Linked DNA regions of Neogale vison: region 1 is linked to region 2. The links are chromatin contacts, called in public Hi-C maps. All regions are on one chromosome and are shown on one strand. Each heading gives the region's core, a stretch centred on a gene start, on an enhancer-like site or on the middle of the called end of the contact. The rest is flanking DNA. Distances are from core to core; before and after follow the strand shown. Region 1 holds the start of LOC122917464 (thioredoxin-dependent peroxide reductase, mitochondrial-like). Region 2 overlaps RNF38 (E3 ubiquitin-protein ligase RNF38).

Region 1 (3,588 bases), core at 293-2,792, 150 kb after region 2:
GAAAAATTAGTGTTCTTTTCTGGATATTTGGTGATATGGCATGTAACTATTATTATTATTTTTTTAAAGATTTATTTATTTATTTATTTGACAGCGATCACAAGTAGGCTGAGAGGCAGGCAGAGACAGAGGGAAGCAGGCTCCCTGCGGAGCTTGATCCCCACCCAGGACCAGTGGGATCATGACCTGAGCCCAAGGCAGAGGCTTTAACCCACTGAGCTCCCCAGGCGCCCCCAAGAGTGTTTTTTTAAAAAAAACATGATTCACATTTGTTTCAAGTACACATACATCCATTGGAAGAGTTAAATTAGACCATTGATGTTAACACCTTAAAACTATGTATGATCTTTGTCACCTTAAAAGAAAATTCAGTTTAGTACAAAGAAACTCAAGAAGAAATTTCAGGACCCTTGATCAGAAGCTTCGGTGTGTGTTGTACTATTCTGGTGTACATAAAGGTTCAAGTAAGACCAACAAAGAACGTTTCCTCTTCCCACTGAAGACACAATCAAAGGAACAGATGAACCAGCATCCTATAAACTAGTCAGTCATCAGGAGGTTACCAATAAAGGACGCTTTATGTGTGTGAGGACATTTAAAAGCCTCCGCCAATGTTAAAAAACAAAACATTTCGAGTATTACTTATGAGTACAAGCATAATTGTTTTGTCTTCTATAAATAATCATCTTTGAAATGCTCAAAGTGAGTTCCAGCTGTGGCTCTCTCCTGACGTGAGAAGAGGTGGGTTCACACGGGATGATCTACTGATTCACCTTCTCAAAGTATTCTTTGGAAGCAGTTGGATGTGGCTTAATCGTAGGAGAATCCGGGGTCCAGTTCGCTGGGCAGACTTCTCCATGGGTTTCCACAAACTGGAATGCCTTCACCAGGCGGAGGGTCTCTTCCACACTTCGGCCCACGGGGAGATCATTGACACTCAAATGCCTGATGATGCCATTGGGGTCAATGATGAAGAGGCCTCTCAGAGCAATTCCGGGGCCTTCCAACAGCACGCCATAGTCTCGGGAAATCTGTTTATTCAGATCTGACAAGAGTGCGATGTTCATGTGGTCCAAGCCGCCATTCTTCCTTGGTGTGTTGACCCAGGCGAGATGGGTAAAGTGGGAATCCACTGGAACTGCAACAACTTCACAGTTCACGTCGTGAAATTCATTGGCTTTGTCGCTAAAAGCAACAATTTCTGTAGGACACACAAAGGTGAAGTCCAAAGGATAGAAGAAAAGCACCAAATATTTTCCCTTAAAGTCATCGAGGGTTAGGTCTTTGAACTCTCCAATGACAACGGCGGTGCCCTTAAAATAGGGTGCGTGCTAAGTGACTGCAGGAGCGTGGTATGAGGAACTGGTGCTAAAAGCGAATTTTGCTTGACCAGAACTAGACCACAATACATTCGTCAGGCACGTTCTTCGGGAAGCAGCAGGTCTGAGGGCTGCAGAGGCAGAGATGCCCCAAGGAACAGCATTCATATGTCGGGCAATCGAAGCCCGGAGCAATCTTCCCAATGCGGCCGCCATCTTCAGTGCGCGCGAGATTCGCCGTAACTATTATTTTTAAAATATTTTATTTATTTAAAAATATTTTATTTATTTGACAGAGAGTGAGAGAGGGAATACAAGCACGGGTAATGGAAGAGGGAGAAGCAGGCTCCCCACTGAGCAGGGACACCCCGGCCAATTCAGGGGGTTGATCCCAGGATATTGGGATCATGACCCAAGCTGAAGGCAAACACGCAACAACTGAGCCACCCAGGCGCCCTAAAGATTTTGATTTTATGTTTTATTTCTTTAAAAGATTTTATTTGACAGATGGAGATCAAAAGTAGGCAGAGAGGCAGGCAGAGAGAAAGGGGGAAGCAATGAGCAGAGAGCCTAATGTGGGGCTCCATCCCAGGACGCTGAGACCATGACCTGAGCCAAAGGCAGAGGCTTAACCGACTGAGCCACTAAGGTGCCCCTAAAGATTTTTATTTCTAAGTAATTTCTGCACCCAGTGTGGGGCTCCAACTCACAACCCCGAAATCAAGAGTCACATGCTCCATTGACTGAGCCAGCCAGGTGCCCCTGGCATGTAAGTTTAAAAGTTTATGTAAGCTTATGCCCATCTTGGGGTGCCTGATTGGGTCAGATGGTTAAATGTCTGCCTTCGCCTCAGGTCATGATGGGATCGAGCCCCATATTGAGCTCCATATCGAGCCCCATGAGCCCCATATCAATCCATATATTGAGCACCATATAAGGCTCCTGGCTCAGCAGGAAGCCTGCTTCTCCCTCTTCTTCTCCCTTTGCCTCTCCCATGGCTCATGCTCTCTCTGTACCTCTCTGTCTCAAATAAATAAAATCCCTAAAAAATTATAAATAAATAAATAAAAGCAATGTGTCCATCTTGAACATTTCCTGGGGGTTTTGATACCACTTGTGTTAGGCAAAATAGCTCCCGAAGAGCCATGTCTTAATCCCTAGAACTTGTGAATGTCCCCTTATATAGAAAAGAGACTTTGACAGTGTGATTAAGGATTTTGAGAGGGCAAGAATATCCTGGACTATACTCACAAGAGTCTTTTTAAGTCAAGGAGGAAGAGGAAATGTGACAAGGGAAACAGAGGTCAGAGGGGCCACAAACCAAGGAATGAGGGCAGCCCGTAGCCAAGGAAAGGCAAGGAAGTAGATTGTCCACTGCCCCCTAGGGAAGGCCGACCCACTGATACCTTAAAAAAAAAAAAAAAGACATATATTTGAGATGTTATATATTACTTTCAAGTATACAGCGAAATGATTTGATATATGTATATATTGTGAAGTGATCACCATTATGTTTAGCTAACATCTGTCACCAAACAGTTCAATTTTCTTTTCTTGTGATGATATCTATATTGCTACTTTGATTTTAGCTGGGTAAAACTCATTTCAGACTCCTGAGTTCTGGAGAGAACTGCAAGATAATACATTAGTTTTTAACCACTAGGTTAGAGATAATTTGTTGTAGCAGCAATAGAAAACTAACGCACTCTCTGGTGAATCTATGTCCAGATTCATATATCTTATTGTTCACTTAATAGGCATCTCAAATATATCCCAAAATAAAACTTTACTTTTAACTTACCAAACATGGTCACTCCCTCAGCTTTTCTCTCATCTTGATAAATAGCACCAATCACCCAATTACTAACACCAGACACCTGGATGTCATCCTTGTTTCCATCCTTTTCTCTCATTCCCTCATACCTAATCCATAATTTTCAATTCTGCTTCCAAATTCAATCTCATATCATCCAGTTGAGTTTCACTGTCACCATTTTTAACATTTTTGTTCTCTTTAATATGCAATATGTGCATATATTACAAAACACAAAAGATATTATAAATAGGTATTTGGTGGAAAAGTCCATCTCCTTCCGTCCCTGTCAGTGGGACCAGTTTTTTATGTATCCTTCCAGATTATTTTTTTTCACTGCCACCATTCTTTCAGTGCCAATCCATTCTCCACATACTATCCAAAGTGATATTTAATAAAATCTGTTGGCACTTCCTTACACAAATCCCCTTAAAGTCGTCCTTTTGTGGCTGAAAA
Region 2 (3,550 bases), core at 479-2,978:
ACAGTTCTGGGTGAAAAGAACTAATATGTGTTTGTTACACTGTCACCTTTTTAGGGAGAAAGACCTGGACCAGCCTTTATTGTTTATTTTTATAAAAAATATTTTATTTATTAAAAAATATTTATTTATTTGACAGAGAGAGAGTGACAGAGAGGGAACACAAGCAGGGGGAATGGGAGAGGGAGAAGGAGGCCTCCCGCTGAGCAGGGAGCATGATGTGGAGGTCCCTGCCTCAGACACTAACGACTGAGCCACCCAGGCACCCCCTGGACTAGCCTTTAAATCAGTGAGCTTCCAGAATTACTTTGAGCAGCAAAACCATGATAAATAAAACATTAAATTGGAACTGCTGAGATATAATGAGGGGTCTTGGAAAGCTGTTTCCATCTAGTTGAGCAACTGTCCCCATTCCCATACCATTTTAGGGCTCCAAAGTGTCTTAAACTGTGGCAAATCCCTGTGCAGCTCCTCATAAACCAAAAAGCTAGTATTCGTTAGAGTTACGAGTATTTGTAGAGGAGATCTAGGTATCAGGTTTTTTTTGGTTTGTTTTTTAAGTAGGTCCCATGCTCACCATCACCATGGATGTCATCATGGGGCCTGAACTTAAGAGATCAAGACATGAGCTGAGATCAAGTCAAATGCTTGATCTCAGTCACCAACTGAGCCACCAGGTGCCCCTCAGTTGGGTGTTTTAACTGGTCTGAGATAATCACATGCTCAGAACTTTTTTTGTAGGGGGAAATATAGGCACTTTCTGGAGAACATTGTAAATTACAAGAAAGCATGCTTAGTTCTAGATGTTCTGAATTTCAGAGCTGGAAGGGATCTTGCATTATTTAGTTCGACCTGTTCTTTTTAAAGATGTGAGAACTGAGTTCTGGAGAGGTTGGCTTCCATGATACCGCCCAGCTAGTCAGCAGTAGGGCTTTGTGCTGTACCACCACTACTTGATAGCAAAAGGATATCAAAAGAAAATGACTCTCTTCGTATGTCTAGAGATAGGACTGGTGTTCATTCTGATTTTATCCAAGTTTTATTCCTGATCATTGTGAGGTTCAGTTACCAAAAACAACCTTTAGTAACCAGAAAATGAAGTCAGCTAGAAGATTCAGTTCTTCTGAGAAGCCTGCTCAGGAAGGTTTGCTATATTTGATCATTTCAGTTTGCATTTGTACTTGCATAACACTTTGGTATAGTTTATCACAGTGAACACAGATCTGATAGCTGCAGGGACATGGTTTGGGGTAGCAGATCCCTGGCCTCAGCTTCAAGATCTTTAGCCCTTGCTCTGCCATTAACTTTTTGTAGGCCTGGGGCAAGTCATTTCCCCTCGGTGGACCTTAGTTATGTGCTCATTGTAAACTGGTAGAGAGAGATTTGATGGGTCATAAAGGTTCCAGCCTTTCATAGCTGTTGAGCTGTATGTGGGTTTCAGTATTGCAGTGAAGAATCACCCTCTTCCAGTGCTGTTTAGTTAAACAGAATTCACAGGGTAGAAGCTGCTGCTCTTTGTTGCCCATGACAGTTAATGCACATAAATGAAAACAAACCCAATTACAGAGTTCACATGAGTGAATTTTTATTTAGGTCTCTTAACACAGTTAATAAATTTGAGTGTTGAAATCTCAGGCTTCTTCTTGGCCTTCATCCTAAGGTCACTGGATTTGAAAAGAAAATAGAAAGCAAATGGTAGTTGGCAAGACCATTTCCTTTCTGTGTTTACATTTCTGTTACTTACTCAGTAGTTATTTTGAATACTAAGTATGCTAAGAGGGCTCAAGAATTCAGAATCTTAAAAATTTGTATTTTCATTCCTGCTTTGGGGACGTATGCCTCTCCTTAGTCATCTATTTTAGCAGGTCATTTGTTACTAAAACATTTACTAGCATCACATTACCAAATGCCTACACATCTAGGGCTTGAGGTTGGTGGCAAATTTGAATCCTTTGGAGACAGCAAAACTTTTAGTTAGAAATTTATCTCCTGGGGCGCCTGGGTGGCTCAGTGGGTTGAGCCGCTGCCTTTGGCTCAGGTCATGATCTCAGGGTCCTGGGATTGAGTCCTGCATTAGGCTCTCTGCTCGGCGGGGAGCCTGCTTCCCTTCCTCTCTCTCTGCCTGCCTCCCTGCCTACTTGGGATCTCTCTCTGTCAAATAAATAAATCTTTTTTTTTTTTTTAAAGATTTTATTTATTTATTTGACAGAGAGAAATTACAAGTAGATGGAGAGGCAGGCAGAGAGAGAGAGAGGGAAGCAGGCTCCCTGCTGAGCAGAAAGCCCGATGCGGGACTCGATCCCAGGACCCTGAGATCATGACCTGAGCTGAAGGCAGCGGCTTAACCCACTGAGCCACCCAGGCGCCCCATAAATAAATAAAATCTTTAAAAAAAAAAAATTTATCTCCTGGATTCATAATGAGTATCATATCTTACCATTCAGAAGTATTTATTTAATACCTACTATGTGCCCAGTGATGCACTGGGTTCATTATATCAAAATATGTTGTAAGGTGGGGCTTCTGCTGTCAACAAGCTCTTGGTCTAGAAGGAGAAGCAAAGCAGTTTGATTTTTTTTTTTTTTTTGACATGTTATGCACAGGTCTGTGGCAGCAAAGAGGAATGTGTCTCAATCGTGCTTTTCAGTCCACAGGGATGGGACCCTGGACTCAAAATTTCTAGCTACACTTAATCACAGGAGCTTCATCAGTCTAGCTTGATGTGCATTTCAAGTTAATGAACAGGTTTTAGATTATATTTTTATTTTACTACAAAGAAAAAAGTTGTTTCTAAACCATTTCCTTATTCTGAAATTTTTTTTTTTTTTAAAGGCACAGGACGATGAACAAAGCATTTCAAGTAAACTGTTGTACTGATTTCATGTTGTCATCCACTCTTAGAGATAGTCAGGAAAACCCTCACTATGTATGTGAGCCCTGTTTATCGACTCCCTGCCCTCAAATTCCAGAACAGAAAATAACCCTTGATGTGATGAAAAATCAATTTAACATTGGTAGAGTCTGTACTTGCCGGGCCAGAAGTCCTGCCTGGAGGCTTTTAGCATAGTTAGGACTTCAGCAGGGCTAGCCTACAGAGAGACACTCTCTAACCTGAGGAGAAGGTCCAGTTTTTCGTGTGGACCTCACAGAGCAGCGGGAGACTTTTAGCGCATTGCAGAGCTTGGTAGGCTTTCCTGTGCAAGAGCCAAAACTTCGGGGCAAGGGGAAGAAGGAAGACAAAGATTAGATTAGAGCGGAATGAGTGCAGGAGAGCTAGACAATTCAGTTTCTTAGTGTTGCAGTAAGTGGGACTGGCTCTCATGTCCCATCTCAAGGTGAAGTGCTCAAGCCTGGATGAGAGTTCAAAGGGAGAAGCGTTTCAATATATCTTTTCCTAGGCTGTCACTTCAAGTGATATGTTGAAGCTGTGAGTTGCTTTTGTAAAGGAGAGTGTTCACTGCTGGTATTTTGCTATTTTGTGACACTCTTTGAGATCAGCTAACACTCTGAAGTACTAAATTGAAAACCTGGATTAAGGAGCTGTAGCCCCACA

Evidence for each region. Hi-C and Micro-C count contacts between places; a contact is called where the count stands out from the background.
Region 1: a Hi-C map of fibroblasts shows a contact between it and region 2, with 5 times the contacts expected there. The contact joins the promoter of LOC122917464 here to the enhancer-like site in region 2. A contact is called at or near these places in 2 of 3 Hi-C or Micro-C datasets (fibroblasts and muscle).

The regions. Positions count from the first base shown.
Region 1 is chr9:35,256,879-35,260,466 of ASM_NN_V1, forward strand. LOC122917464 (thioredoxin-dependent peroxide reductase, mitochondrial-like) reads right to left here and starts at 1,543. Exons shown (of 1, transcript XM_044265363.1): 1 at 614-1,543. The coding sequence starts at 1,535. The coding sequence ends at 762. All of the region lies in intron 1 of GNE (bifunctional UDP-N-acetylglucosamine 2-epimerase/N-acetylmannosamine kinase), which reads left to right.
Region 2 is chr9:35,107,058-35,110,607 of ASM_NN_V1, forward strand. All of the region lies in intron 1 of RNF38 (E3 ubiquitin-protein ligase RNF38), which reads left to right. Among named protein-coding and RNA genes, the nearest start is that of RNF38, 39 kb to the left of the region's middle. Within about 2 kb of position 1,729, the one cell type or tissue checked has open chromatin away from gene starts, as enhancers often do. A contact at or near this core is called in fibroblasts, where this site is marked.